Regions from separate parts of the Oncorhynchus mykiss genome. Here region 2 is linked to region 1. Evidence: chromatin contacts called from public Hi-C data. All regions are on one chromosome and are shown on one strand. The core of a region is the stretch at or near the end of the contact, and the rest is flanking DNA. Distances in the headings are between cores, read along the strand shown.

Region 1 (7,904 bases), core at 3,040-5,539:
GATCCGTGCTGACCCCCGGGGCTGTTAGGTCGGTCTCAAGTGGAGCGAAGCTGTTTGATAGCTGGATCAGATCTTCTCGGATAGATGAAGGGCCTTGCGAGTGTCCAGTCTCCCATGGAGTTGAGCTTAGCATCTGTTCATTGAATTGGGACAAATAAACGTCGCCCGACTAATCAACAGCTTTTCTTTGGGAGGCATTTAAAATTGAGATTGGGTTTGCTTGGGTTACAGCACGGTCGGTGTACTTAGAAAGGTTATCCTTTTCTCACAGCCGGAGGATCTCTTCTCTAAGCTGCTTGATGGTGATGCATTAAGGGCAGAAGAATCCCTCTCCATTTCTCAGTTTATGGTCATGTATAAAAATGCCCAGTTGCCCATTATTTTGGCTACCATGGCTAAAAAAGAAATCTCAGTGACTTTCAAAAAGGGGTGTCAAAGGAGCATATGGGGTTTAAAGTGTGTGGCAGGTAGCCTTGCGGTTAAGAGCATTGCCATTCGACACAATGACTAAGCGAAAACAGGTTTCAGTAATTTTTCAAATCTCAAAAAAATAAAAATGTATCTTATTTACATAAGTATTCAGAGAAATTGAGCTCAGGTGCATCCGGTTTTCATTGATCATCATTGAAATGTTTCTATAAATTGATTAGAGTCAGCCTGTGGTACATTCCATGGATTACACATGATTTGGATAAGCACACACCTGTCTAAATAAGGTCCCACAGTTGACAGTGCACCCAAGAGCAAAAACCAAGCCATGAGGTTGAAGGAATTGTTTGTAGAGCTCTGAGACAGGATATTGTCGAGGCACAGATCTGGGAAGGGCACCAAAAAATGTATGCAGTATTGAAGGTCCAACAACACAGTGGTCTCCATCATTCTTAAATGGAGGAAGTTTGGAACCAACAAGACTCTTCCTAGAGCTCTGGCTGCCCGGCCAAACTGAGCAATCAGGGGAGAAGGGTCTTGGTCTGGGAGGTGACCAAGAACCCAATGGTCACTGACAGAGCTCCAGAGTTCCTCTGTGGAGATGGGAGAACCTTCCAGAAGGACAAGCATCTCTGCAGCACTCCACCAATCATGCCTTTCTGGGAGTGACCAGACAAAAGTCACTCCTCAGTAAAAGGCACATGACAGCCCGCTAAGAGTTGCCAAAAGGCATTCGCTGGTCTGATGAACACAAGATTGATCTCTTTGGCCTGAATGCCAAGTGTCACATCTGGAGGAAACCTGGCACCATCCCTACAGTGAAGCATAGTGGTGGCAGCATCATGCTGTGGGGATGTTTTTCAGCGGCAGGGACTGGACCCTGACTTGTCTCCAAGGGAAAGATGAACGGAGCAAAGTAGAGCGAGATCCTTGATGACCTGCTCCAGAGTGCGCAGGACCTCAGACTGGGGCAAAGGTTCACCTTCCAAAAGGACAACGATTCTAAGCACACATAAAGACAATGCAGGAGTGGCTTCGGGACAAGTCTCTTAATGTCCTTGAGTGGACCAGCCAGAGCCCGGACTTGAACCCAATCGAACATCTCTGGAGAGACCTGAAAATAGCTCGCCAAATACAGGTGTGCCAAGCTTGTAGCGTCATACCCAAGAAGACTCAAGGCTGTAATTCCTACCAAAGGTGCTTCAACAAAGCACTGAGTAAAGGGTCTGATTACTTATGTAAATGTGATATTTTTTGCTTTGTTAATATAGGGTATTGTGTGTAGATTGATGAGGAAAAAATACAATTGAATCAATTTAAGAATACATAAAAATATGGAAAAAGTCTAGGGGTCTGAAAACTTTCCTAATGCACTATGCATACATACAGTACCAGTCAAAAGTTGACACCTACTCATTCAAGGGTTTTCATATTTTTCTTTTTACTATTTTCTACATCAAAACTACGAAATAATACATAGAATCATGTAGTTACCAAAAAAGTGTTAAATCAAAATGTATTTTATAGTCAAGATCTTTCAAAGTCGCCACCCTTTGCCTTGATGACAGCTTTGCACACTTGGCCTTCTTTCAACCAGCGTCATGAGGTAGTCACCTGGAATGCATTTAAATTAACAGGTGTGCCTTGTTAAAAGTTCATTTGTGGAATGTCTTTCCTTCGTAATGCGTTGGAGCCAATCAGTTGTGTTGTGACAAGGTAGGGGTGGTATACAGAAGATAGACCTATTTGGAAAAATACCAAGTCCATATTATGGTAAGAACAGCTCAAATAAGCAAAGAGAAACAACAGTCCATTATTACTTTAAGACATGAAGGTCAGTCAATCCGGAACATTTCAAAAACTTTGAAAGTTTCTTCCAAGTGCAGTCACAAAAACCATCAAGTGCTATGATGGAACTGGTTCTCACGAGGACCACAGGAAAGGAAGACCCAGAGTTACCTCTGCTGCGGAAGTTCATTAGAGTTACCAGCCTCAGAAATTGCAGCTGGTGACTATCGGTGATTTATTTACAATTCAAGGCACACTTAACCAGCATGGCTACCACAGCATTCTGCAGCGATACGCCATCCCATCTTGTTTGTGCTTATTTGGACTATCATTTGTTTTTCAACAGGACAATGACCCAACACACCTCCAGGCTGTGTAAGGGCTATTTGACCAAGAAGGAGAGTGATGGAGTGCTGCATCAGATGTTCTGGCCTCCACAATCACCCGACCTCAACCCAATTGAGATGGTTTGGGATGAGTTGGACCGCAGAGTGAAGGAAAAGCCTGACTCGTAGTCTGCGTTCCAATTCATCCCAAAGGTGTTCGATAGGGTTGAGATCAGGGCTCTGTGCAGGCCAGTCAATTCTTCCACACCTATCTCGAAAAAACATTTCTGTATGGACCTCACTTTGCGTACGGGTGTAGTGTCATGCTGAAACTGGAAAGGACCTTCCCCAAGCTGTTGCCAGAAAGTTGGAGGCTCAGAATCGTCTAGAATGTAATTGTATGCTGTAGCATTAAGATCTCTTCACTAGAACTAAGGGGCCTAGCCCGAACCATGAAAAACAGCCCCAGACCATTAATCCTCCTCCACCAAACTGTACAGTTGTCACTATGCATTGGGGCAAGTGGTGTTCTCCTGGCATCCACCAAACCCAGATTAGTCCGTTGGACTGCCAGAAGGTGAAGTGTGATTCCCCACTCCAGAGAACAAATTTCCACTGCTCCGGAGTCCAATGGCAGCAAAATGTACACGACTCCAGCTGACACTTCGCATTGTGATCTTAGGCTTGTGGGCGGCTGCTTCAGTAAGGTCATTCTACTGCCAATGTTTGTCTGTCTATCAAGATTGCATGTCTGTGTGATCGATTGAATATAACTGTCAGCAACAGGTGTGGCTGATATAGCCAAATCACCACATTGTAAGGGGTGTCCACATACTTTTGTAGATTGATAGATATTAAACAACAACATTAAAAGAGAGATCAGTCCTATTTAATACGGTCTGCAGAAACTGTTTTTTACAAGTCAAAGCTCGATGAAAAGCCATGAAATACCTACAAATTATACAGCTGATGAGGCATAGAAACATATTTAGTTATGAGACTAAAGCCATCTGGCTAAACATGTAAATAAGGAACATAATGTACCTCTATGATGAGGCTGACATCAGTGGTGAGGGCCTGCACCCTGTGGAAGCTGGCAATCAGGCCAAGTGACAGGAAGCCCTCCTGGTCCATCTTCTTGCGCAGGAAGAAATCCCGCTCCAGGTTGCCAAGGCTGAAGTAGTACTCACTACGGAGAGACGCGGAAAGTTCAAAAACAAGGAGGATCAAGGTACTCTTCCTATAATTAAAATGCCTTTATTATGAAGGCATGTTCAATAGAAGAAACACTGTCAAGCCAAGCCCTTGTCAGGGAATACAATGACATAATGTGGGAAAAGTTGAGACTAAATATTTGCCTACGTTCTCAGCATTGTTTGAGTTGGAGATAAACGTAATTTCAATTGTCATCAGATGTTTAGGAGATGGAATTTGATTCAGATTCCATGTTATATTCTGGGGACACCCATATGAGAAAGTATGCATGCATGTTTAAGTCGGTTTGGATAAAAGTGTCTGCTAAATCGCATATATATTATATTACACTATTCCAAGGCTGAACAACAGTGACATCTGCTTCCTCTTGAAACATTGACCTATAAAGCGTAGTAACCAATGGCAGAACTTATGACGCATAGTTACCAATGGTAGTACATTTAAAGCAACGTAACCAACGGTAGGTAGGTAAGTACTCACATCTGCCTTTTGACATAGTCCTTGAGCAGGCCCTGGTCCACTGTGTACAGGTCACTGCTGCTCATGTTGTCGTAGTAATAGGTCACTGGAGCACCAAACTTCTGTCCGTAGGCACCGTCCTTCCCGTTGTAGGCCTTGTAGCCATAATGGTAGTCAGGGTGACCTGGTAGGAGACACGGCAGTAGTAAACCATTACAGGGCCACTGTCACAAGCCTACTACAAGTGAACAACAAGGCTGCAGAGCTACAAGAGTTCACCAACAGCAGGGAGACATTTGCAGCACAGCTGTTGAATCCCAGGAAGGCGCGCAATGATTTACTAAATAGGAACTAGCTAAGATTTAAAATGTGGTGTCCCCCGGGGGAAAATCCTTTGACTTCTGAAAGTAACACTGTGTTCCTGAGGAGAGGGAAGAGTCTGAAAACTCAAAACAGGTGGATCTCGGCCAAGTGAGAAGGAGAAGAACGGCAGGTTTCATCACAACAGGGGGTGGGTGGAGGGAGGGAGTGTCACCTTTACTCCTCTTCCCCTGTTCCACCCCCTTTCTCCTCAAATGAAAGGTGGCAGTGTTTTCCTGTCAGAGGCAGACTCCCATGGCCCAGTCAGAGGTGAGAGAGGAGCGGCTGGTTGCCAAAACCAACAGGCCCAGCCAGGCTAGGGATGTAGAATATTTGAATATCCAAACGGACGTTAGTATTCGAATACTTGTGTGAGTACTACTGCATCTCCCTCTCAATTAAATTCAAGGGGTTTTATTGGCATGGGAAACATATGTTAACATTGCCAAAGCAAGTGAGGTAGATAATACACAAAAGTTAAATTAACAATAAACAATGCACTCACATAAGTTCACCTCTCCCTCCGTCTGCTCCCTCCCATCTCACACCGGCCCCTCCACAGCTGCAGCAATAGAGCTCCACCCTCTCTCCCTCCCATCTCACACCAGCCCCTCCACAGCTGCAGCAATAGAGCTCCACCCTCTCTCCCTCCCATCTCACACCGGCCCCTCCACAGCTGCAGCAATAGAGCTCCACCCTCTCTCCCTCCCATCTCACACCGGCCCCTCCACAGCTGCAGCCATAGAGCTCCACCCTCTCTCCCTCCCATCTCACACCAGCCCCTCCACAGCTGCAGCAATAGAGCTCCACCTTCTCTCCCTCCCATCTCACACCGGCCCCTCCACAGCTGCAGCCATAGAGCTCCGCCCTCTCTCCCTCCCATCTCACACCGGCCCCTCCACAGCTGCAGCAATAGAGCTCCACCTTCTCTCCCTCCCATCTCACACCGGCCCCTCCACAGCTGCAGCAATAGAGTGCCTCCCTCGTGCAGCAGTGCTCGGGTCAAACACTTAAGCTAATTAACCCCACATGGATTTTGAATATGCAACACATTTATGATACTACTCCAATAGTGAAATTATTTTAAACTCTTAATCCCGAGCACCATGTCTAACCCCACTGCCCTGAGCTATCCCAGGTCTTGACACGTCCTAACACACTCTGGTAGTTATTAAATTGTTTTGCTCATACTGTTTCCTTAGTGAGGCTGGATCAGGGTCACACAAGACCAAGGCAAAGCCAGCAGACAGATCATTCCACCATTTCCACATAAGCACAACCACACATTGATCGGAACCAGCAATGGAGCGCAACCACACAAAGAGAGAGCTGGTAGAGTGGAGAGCTGGGCTTTATGACATGTGGCGAAGCTTCATTCAACAGTATTGTTCTACAGAGGATCGAATGCGCTCGAACCATCCAGCTGATAGCCCTCCATATAACAATTCATGATTTTCCACTAAGGGGATTTTGGAAATGTAACCAGTTTATTGACTGACAGCACGTTAACAAAAACTAAAGAATTCATAACAGATTTTTTTCTTGCACAATATAGGTTCAGCATACCCACTTAGATGCCTTTAAGAGTGACATTTAGAGGCCAATGAAATGTTTTATCCCAATAACAAAACGGTCAGAACAATTAACATTATAAAATCAATGGTGTCGAAAAGTGTGAAGGTGCAACACTGGCCTGGTGAGGAGGTAGGCTACAGTCCCCCCATCAGGGTGATAACTTGACTCTGAGACATGGCGAAGGTGTAGCCTCTCATGGAGGGTTGCCTGGATACTTGACTACCGATGCCGGTCTACTCTGCTTAGCAGCAGCAGAAGAAGCCTGATCCCTCATGACTGAGCTCACTCATCTTGTCCAGAAGGTCTACTACTTGTTCTTACGCTGGCTGCTCTAACTCATCGTTATCGTACTCCTCACTGAGCTCTTCCTCTAGCTCAACTGGGGGAATGAGGTGGACTGGAAAAACGGACTCAATTCGTACATTGGGGCCAGACTGTTGCTGAGTAGACTTTTTTTTTTGGGGGGGGGGGGGTATAGCTGGCTGCAGACCTTATCCACAAGCTTCCCCATTTCCTGTTTAACGCCATGAACCTCGAATTCTCGCTCTACGGCTAGATGAGATATCTGGTGTCCTGTGTGAATTTAAGTATGCTTTCTCTAATTCTCTCTCTGAGGACCTGAGCCCTAGGACCATGCCTCAGGACTACCTGGCCTGATGACTCCTTGCTGTCCCCAGTCCACCTGGCCATGCTGCTGTTCCAGTTTCAACTGTTCTGCCTGAGGCTATGGAACCCTGACCTGTTCACCGGATGTGCTACCTGTCTCAGACCTGCTGTTTTCAACTCTCTAGAGACAGCAGGAGCGGTAGATATACTCTGAATGATCGGCTGTGAAAAGCCAACTGACATTCACTCCTGAAGTGCTGACCTGTTGCACCCTCGACAACCACTGTGATTATTATTATTTGACCCTGCTGGTCATCTATGAACATTTGAACATCTTGGCCATGTTCTATTATAATCGTCACCCAGCACAGCCAGACTGGCCACTCCTCATAGCCTGGTTCCTCTCTAGGTTTCTTCCTAGGTTTTGGCCTTTCTAGGGAGTTTTTCCTAGCCACCATGCTTCTACACATGCATTGCTTGCTGTTTGGGGTTTTAGGCTGGGTTTCTGTACAGCACTTTGTGACATCAGCTGATGTAAGAAGGTCTTTATAAATACATTTGATTGATATACGCAGCTTCTCGTTCTCTTTCCGGATTTCCTCTAGCTCTGCTTGGAAAGCTGTTGGCAGCTTCCTGTGTTCCCGGTAAGGGTAGGGTGTGGGGGCTTCTCAGCTTACCTCCATGTGTTCTCTTTTTCTCTGCAGGCTGTGGGCTATCTAGGGTTCTAACCCATACCCTCTGGTGATGGCTCTGATCCCTCTCTGAGCCAGCATCCCATTGAACCTGGCGAGTGGATGAGGTTGCATGTGACAAGGTGAAGGGGGTCATCTTTGCCGCTCCTTCATGATGAAAATACCACTCCTCTTCTTGACCATTTACATCATTCGGTGCTGTGCTATGGTGGGGTGAAGTATGCCGTGTATGGCTCACATAGCCTACCTCGCAATCTTGTAGATGCTGTGGTGGCCGTTTCTGATGCGTCGAACGAACTGCTGGATGTGTGAAAGCCTCACTCACGTAGTAGTCTTGCACCTTGCACCGGGGAAAAGCACTTAAGATCCGTCTCGAATGGACCATAATGTAGTGGAGGAGGACCTGCTGGACTGTATATCTGGGCTCCCGAGTGGCGCAGCAGTCACTGCATCT
Region 2 (7,904 bases), core at 1,432-3,931, 60 kb after region 1:
CAGCTGGTGCTATCTCAGTCTCCCAGGAAGGCAATGGGCCGTTTCACTACAAATGTAGGATCTTCATTTGATCACTCTTTTGTTGCTGAGAATTGTCCTGTCTTTTAAAAAGGCTTCTAATGTGTATAATTTCCACTTAGAAAATTCAGACTTGACTTGCCCTAAAGAAAATGTATCAACCCCTACAAAAATGTCCATTCATAATATTCCACATAATGATTCACATTTTTAATTTTCCTGCAGTAGCAAACTGGCTCAAATTAAGATCCTACGTATGTATTACCACCACTTCCACTCAGTCCCTCAAGCTGCATTGTGTTTGTGGAAATCATGTTTAATTAAACCCATCATAAAATTATTCACAATAATGTAACTGGCAAATTGTCCATCCTTTTACATTTGCATAACATAACTGTTTGAAAAAGCATGAATGGATTTTACTTAGCTGACATGTTATCATAAGTAGGCCAACGATGGAGTGTTATGTAAAAAATATTTGAAGGCATGCACAGTCTTGTCAAGTATGCTTACTAAAACCCTTCTGGCAACAGTCCTATTGAATCCCCTTGGGTAGAGAGGGAACCTAATATTCAGGTTTCTCCTATTTGGAAATAGGAGAAGGGTGCACACACACACACAAGTTACTCTTGTGGGGAGGTCGGGTTATGAACAGTAAACTCACAGTGTGCTGTGGGATGCTCCTGTAATCAGGTACCCTGCTGAGTGAGGGAGTATAGGCCTACATTTACTGTGGCGTTGATGTGTTTTGGTGTTGAATATAACTAGTTATTCTGATGGGAAGTTTATGAATAGGGAACTCCCAGTGAGCTGTCTGTCTGTGGGATGTTCCTGTAATCAACCCCTCCCAGTGAGTAGAGGAACAGCTATCAGGGTAGGGTGTGCCATATGTGACAGAAACGGATAGTTCTGCTACCCCCCTCCCTCCTATCGTCCCTCACAGAAAGATGACCAAGAGAACACACACAGATAGTGAATATAGTAGACAGACAACTAGTTCTCACAGTCTCACGTCAGAATTAGACGTTCATCCATGTTTCTCAAACTTCACATTTCAGAGTTGTTCCAAATGTAACAGTTTGAAGTGTTTAAGGTTAAGTTTAGGCATTAACTTCAAATTTTTTAAGGTTAGGGTTAAAGTTAGGAATTAACTCTGAGTGGTTAAGGTTAAAGGTTGGGATAGGCTTAAAACAAGAATAACTTTCTATTGCTGTGGCCAGTTTCCACATCATCTCCTGACGTCCTCAGAATTGTATTTTTGTTATTTTTTATTTAACCTTTATTTAACTAGGCAGAAATGGATGGATGTTGAATACTGACTTGTATCATGAGTGACCTGGCTGAGACTCTATTAATCATGCATTGAGCTTTTGACATATGCTTATATTGTTTTATGCATTTCTTTCTGTTTTTGATGCTTTTTTATTTTAAATTGTGGTATTTAACTATGGAAGAAGTAATATTTCATTTTAAAATAATTGTTATAGTGTGCTGAGAACATTTGATTGATTTGATTGATTCAATTGTAATTATTGTCCTTATTTTTCACAATAGTGTCTGTTGGCAACATAACAACAATGTTTATTAAATCTTGTAACCCTTTCATGATGTTCATGTCTAAAGGCTGAGCTTGCTTGTTGAGACACAACCAAGATGCAAAATGGACAGTTCCAATACAGAATGACAGTGGACTGCAGATGTATTTACATAGTTCACTTGGCTTCCGTTTTATATAACCTATCCTACATCAATACTGATGTCAAAAGTCTTGATGGGTGAGAGCTCCTAGCAGAGCTCTTTAAGGAAAAGGGAGGAAGTTAAAGAAGCATTGACAGACTTATGACATGATTATTTACTCCCATCTAGTGATCAAATATGCAACTACAGTATTATGTTTCTGTAAGGGTCGGTACTGTAAAGGGAGGAATGTATTGCTGTAGGTTGGACTTGAGAGAAATAAGATCAAGATTTGTGAATTTCAAAATAATATATAGAAATATTCATACCTAGGATCTCAAAACAAAAATAAGGTATGACTCCCGTATACAGTATTTTCTTCATTCCATAATGATTCAACAGCTACTTTCAGTCTGCATAAAATACATAATACAGCCTATTATGCTAATATTATTAGCTATAGGTTATTATTAAGCCATAACTAAGGGTCCAAGGACAGCGCCCCCCAAAATTGTAGCCTGAAAGCACAGAGTTTCTAAACTCAGAGGCGCAACACCGCGAAACTTCCGGGAACGCTTGCGAAACAGACCAAACATTCCAGGCCGGAGTCTGGGGTAAGAGAAATGCAATTGTTTTATTTAGTCATTAATTTTCTCGAAATCTCAAGGCACAACCTAGATTCGAGCCAATGTCTTAAGTAGTTGACCATATTATTACTCCAACCTCGTGAAAGTGACAAACTGACACGTTTTTATTTTTGTCAAAAAACAACTTTATGTCGGAGTGCTTTTGATTTGACGGCTCACACATGCGCAGTTCGGCACGAGACGGCCGTTAGACCCAATGAAGTGTTCCTACGCATGGCCTTTGCTAGCCAACTTCGCCGTGGCATCGCCTACGTGATCGGGGATTTCTATTGCAGAAGCAGTGTTTGCCTCTCTTCCTAGTGTACCGTCTTTGCTGAAGGTGTCCCACCGTTCTACAATGCGCGTGCGCAATTCTTACAACCAACGATCCGACGTCATTGAATGATGTTGATCGTCAAATCAGTTCTGACATGGACTCAGCGCTGACTTTAGAACGTTTCTCCGCGACGTCAAAAGTCTTGTTCTTGTGTGAGTTTGAAGAAGTTTGCTACCGCGTCTTCTCTGCTTATCAGGCTACCTTGTTTCAGTGATGGCGTTACATGGCAAAGTGGCTTTAGTGACTGGTGCGGTGCAAGGTTTGGGTAAAGGTTTCTCAGAAATTCTTTTGCAAAAAGGAGCAAAGGTAAGAGTCCGCGTCAGTGTTGTCAATGAAACTGTTGTTTTGTTTTTCACTGTCAGAATACATGCTACAATATGCGTTACGTCTTGTAAATGACTTCTAATATTAAAATAAATAAACGTAATCAAAATAAATTTATTCGATGTTCCATGATTTTCTTTATTAAAAGTAATATTTTGGTTGTTCTGTATGTTTAGGTAGCCCTGTTGGATATAAATGAGTCAGGGGGGAAGGATTTGAAGGCTGCCTTTGATAAAGAATATGGACCAGACAGAACACTGTTTCTTACCTGCACCGTTGAATCTGAGGAACAACTAAAAGGTAAATCATGACTGCTTTATCATTTAGTAACATATTGAGATACTTGTAAACGCTTTAAGGAAAGAACCACAACTGTCCATATCCATTCTGTTCATCATTACCTCAACACTGGTAGTGATTTCAGATAATGTTGATTAACAAAGATAAATATTAGGCTACAATTATCAACTTGCCACAACTGAAGTTTCCTCTGGGGAAAATACAATTATTCCAATCTATAAATCTTGTTGCATATATACTTGAGGAACTTTGAGCAGCAATTGGGTTTTACTTTACACACACACTCCAGTCATATAGACTACAGTAAAGCCTACAGCCAGGCTGAACGTGTGGATTGCCTTCTATGCTGCATTCTTTTGTGCTTTTTTTAAGGCACACTAATTCCTCAAGGAGCAGAACAGTTTATGTAATGTATGGACTGTTTACCCTCAAAATCAACAGAGTGTTTCCAATGTATTACTACGTAGATTCAAAATGAAGCTGATATACAGTATCTTTGTCAACACAAAGTTCTGACACAGTAATACCGGGAAGGACTTCCCTTCACTAAAGGGTGCGCTTGTAAATTCGCTCTGGCTATCTACTCCGATTTCAAAGCACTCGTCGGAGTGTGCCAGAGCGTCGAACATCTGATGAATTTACAAACGCTCAAAACCCGTTGAATATGTCCGGTGTCAGTACACGTCTGGGAAAAAAAGCGTAATTAAATTGTTTTCAGCAGCACAGTTACAGTCACAAACGCTTGGAATTTCCGGACAATCTAACAACGCTCTGAATTTAAGAACGCCCTGAGCGCACTCTGGCACTCCAGATTGAATTTACTAACACACCCAAAATAACAAGTGAGAAGTAACTCCCTCGCACCTTTTTCTTCACTTTGCAACTCATGGTGACATTTCTATTCTGTTGACAGATGCCTTTCAGAAAACGGTAGAGGCGTTTGGGGGCTTAGACATCGTCTGCAACAACGCTGGTATCATCGATGAGACGAACTGGGAGAAATGTGTGTCTATAAACCTCGTAAGATGAAGTATTTTTTTTCTGTTGTTTTAGTACAGAGTTTACTCTTGAGTTTTTAGGGAAGCTGTTTGCGAAAAACAATGTTGGTTGTTAGCTGAGTAGTCAGAAAAAGTGTCATATTTTGGCTATGACGTGCTCGTATATAAGATTACACATGACAGAACTTGTCTTCTCTGTGTAAGATACACACCATACATATAGAAAACACATTTATGAAAAGTATGTTAAGTGGTTGGTATGAATATGTATTGTCATTGCTCTTCTGTTTTATAGGACTATGATTGTTTTATGGCAGTTATTTTCTTATTTTTAATGTTATGACTTTTACATTTTTATATCTTGTTTTTATTTTGGGAATACTCTCTTAAAATGTTCTGATTATTTCCATTCCATAATGTTAAGCACATTTGGCTGCTGTACTGTTCTGATCATCCTGTGCTGCCCTACAGAATGGAGTGGTGAGAGGCACATATCTGGCTCTCCAGCACATGAAAAAGCAGAACAGAGGGCAGGGAGGCGTCATCATCAACATAGCGTCTATGGCAGGTGCAGTGTCCATTTGATTTACTTCCACGTCAGTTACTTTTCACTTCAGTTATTATAATGACAATTCTAGAGTTCCTTGGCTGACTCCCAATACACAAATGGCACTCTATTTACTATAATTTTGGAACATTAAGTGCACAACTTTTGACTAGAGTCCTATGGGCCCTGGTCAAAAGTAGTGCACTAAATAGGGAATAGTGTGCCATTTGGGATGCAGGCCTTGTGTCTTCTGTTCTGACATCTGACTGAAATGTTCCTTTGCCTTTCCATAGGTCTGGGTCCTCTGCTGACTGCTCCCATCTACACAGCCACCAAACACGGGGTGGTGGGGTTCAGTCGGGCTATGGCGGTATGTCCCTCTTAGAATCAGGAATTGGTGTGCTCCACTCAGTTTGACCTCTGCAGCTGCTAAAGACCAACGGATGTTTCGACAACAGCCTTCATCAGCATTTCTCTCCTCCCCGGGGGTTAGACACTGCTCATAGGTTTCTAAAGGCAGGAGGATTGGGAAAAGCATATGACCAGGAGTTTCTACAGTAATAGGTTCTAACAAGGGCCACATGGTCAGGAAAAACTCAGGGTTCTAGGCATGGGGGCATAGACAATTGCTCAGTGTGACTTCATACTTATTTTGATCATGCACTGTGTGAAGTCAATTGATTCCAAAGAGCCAGAGTATGTAGATTATTAGAATAACGCGCACAATTATGAGTTGTCCCAAATGTGGCGTCCCTATGGGCCCTGGTCAAAAGTAGTGCACAATAGGGTGCCATTTGGGATCCAACACAGGTTTGATTTAGATCCTTCAGAGCACTTAAGTGTCTGAGTAAAAGCAGACATCAGATCAGAAAGAGGATTGCTTATATCTCTGCAGCACAGACAACCAGGGTGACAAAAATGCCATCTCCTTTTTTTGCTATCTGTTGCATTTGCATTGTAACTGTGAGAGAACGTGGTAGCAGGGTATTTGGTAATTTGTACAGGAAAACCACAACAAAAATAATAGCTGAACGTTAGTTCCTCATGCTCAATTTAGGTTCCCTGTGTCAGTGGACAGTAAACATGATGCTTGTGTGTGTGTGTTTTCTGACAGGATGTCTCCCGTTTGTGTGACTACGGGGTGCGAATTAATGTCCTCTGCCCTGCTTTCGTCCAAACCGCCATCCTCTCCTCCATGAGTTCAGAGGAGACTGCGGGACAGTTCGCAGGTCTGAGGGGAGTGGCAGAGAAACTACTGGAACAGTTTGGTGTGCTTGAGTGAGTCTGTCCTCCCCAGCCCCTTTCATTAGATGGGCAGTGTTCGATTCTTTACCCCCACCCCATGTAGCCTACTATAGCACAGAAGCACACACACTTACGATGAACACTACACATTTAGAGCAGTTAACTCACTACCTACTAAACTACAGTGTTGTGGTGATTTACCCAATGACAGTATGCTACAAAATCGCATCCCACAAACAAATAGACGATAATACCTTGCATGGTGTATAAGACAGTCAACTTATAACAACCCAGAATATTACGCCATTACCCATACACTCCAGAGAATTCACTAGTAACAACAGGGGCTTGTCAGTGCTGCAACCTGTAGGCAGGTATGTGTGCTCCGTGCTCACTGCTAGGTAGGGAAGAGCGGAGCGGGTTGATCTGTTTTACAGTATGCTAAGGACGTGTTGTCACATGTTTCATTTCAGAGTCTCTGAGGTAGCCAAGAACTTCTTGAAGCTGGTGACGGATGAGAGTCGAAACGGAGAGGCCCTTTTGGTACGGAAGGAGGGAGCTTCATACGTAACGTTTCGCCAAGAGGCTTCCCAGCTGCCCAGTATCCTTGCCCCCTCTCTGTAGCAGAATCCCTCCCCCAGCAAGCTGGTATGTCTGCACACTAACAGAAGGCCTGGACCTGTGTGTTCCGGTCCTGTTGCTTGTATAAAATAACTTGTGTAAACAACATGATTGTATTATCACCTCCCACTATATAAGGGACATGTAACCATTTACTCTTCGACTTCTTACCTGTGAAATCAGAGATCTCATTCTTGCAGCTGCATGATTAAAGATTTTTCTATTATACAATTAAATAGTCTCTGCCTTAATCTTTCGATTGAGTTTTCCATAACCTTTGGTGCCGTGACCCAGATGAGTGACTTGACTTTTTCCATCTGTTACGCTCATTTGTTCCCAGACATCCCTCTGACCACAAAAGCCCCAAGCATCCCGGAGTCGCCTCCTCACTGTTGACGTTGAGACTGGTGTTTTGCAGGGACTATTTAATGATGCTGCCAGTTGAGGACTTGTGATGCATCTGTTTCTCAAACTAGACACTAATGTTCTTGTCCTCTTGCTCAGTTGTGCACTGGGGCCTCCCACTTTCTATTCTGGTAAGAGCCCATTTGCGCTGTTCTGTGAAGGGAGTAGTACACAGCGTTGTACCAGATCTTCAGTTTCTTGGCAATTTCTCACATGGAATAACCTTCATTTCTCAGAACAAGAATAGACTGGTGAGTTTCAGAAGAAAGGCCTTTGTTTCTGGCCATTTTGAGCCTGTAAATGAACCCACAAATGCTGATGCTCCAGATACTCAACTAGTCTAAAGATGGCCAGTTTTATTGCATCTTTGATCAGAACAACAGTTTTCAGCTGTGCTAACAATTCTAAAAGGGTTTTCTAATGATCAATTAGCCTTTTAAAATGATAAACTTGGATGAGCTAACACAACATGCCATTGGAACACAGGAGTGATGGTTGCTGATAATGGGCCTCTGTATGCCTATGTAGATATTCCATAAAAATCTGTTATTTTCAGCTACAATTGTTCATGTTGCAAATGACTGTCTACACTGTATTTATGATTAATTTGATGTTAATGGACAAGATATGTGCTTTTCTTTCAAAAACAAGGACATTTCTAAATGACCCCAAACTTTTGAAAGGTAGTGTAAGTATTCAGACCCTTTGCTATCAGACTCGAAATTGGGCTCCGGTGCATCCTGTTTCCATTGCTCGTCCTTGATATTTCTACAACTTGGAGTCCACCTTTGCTAAATTAAATTGAT

The links. Hi-C and Micro-C count contacts between places; a contact is called where the count stands out from the background.
Region 2: a Hi-C map of liver shows a contact between it and region 1, with 2.2 times the contacts expected there. The contact joins the promoter of zgc:56585 here to the enhancer-like site in region 1. A contact is called at or near these places in 3 of 3 Hi-C or Micro-C datasets (blood and liver).

Annotation. Positions count from the first base shown.
Region 1 is chr2:50,510,757-50,518,660 of USDA_OmykA_1.1, forward strand. LOC110491068 (la-related protein 1) reads right to left here. Exons shown (of 20, transcript XM_036950070.1): 8 at 4,239-4,401; 9 at 3,588-3,732. Among protein-coding and RNA genes, the nearest start is that of LOC110491068, 47 kb to the right of the region's middle. Within about 2 kb of position 4,290, at least 1 of the 11 cell types and tissues checked has an H3K27ac peak or open chromatin away from gene starts, as enhancers often do. A contact at or near this core is called in liver, where this site is marked.
Region 2 is chr2:50,572,735-50,580,638 of USDA_OmykA_1.1, forward strand. It overlaps zgc:56585 (15-hydroxyprostaglandin dehydrogenase [NAD(+)]), which reads left to right and starts at 2,682. Exons shown (of 8, transcript XM_021564453.2): 1 at 2,682-2,964; 2 at 3,159-3,282; 3 at 4,196-4,302; 4 at 4,752-4,848; 5 at 5,121-5,197; 6 at 5,942-6,105; 7 at 6,546-6,720; 8 at 7,034-7,482. The coding sequence starts at 2,872. The coding sequence ends at 6,696.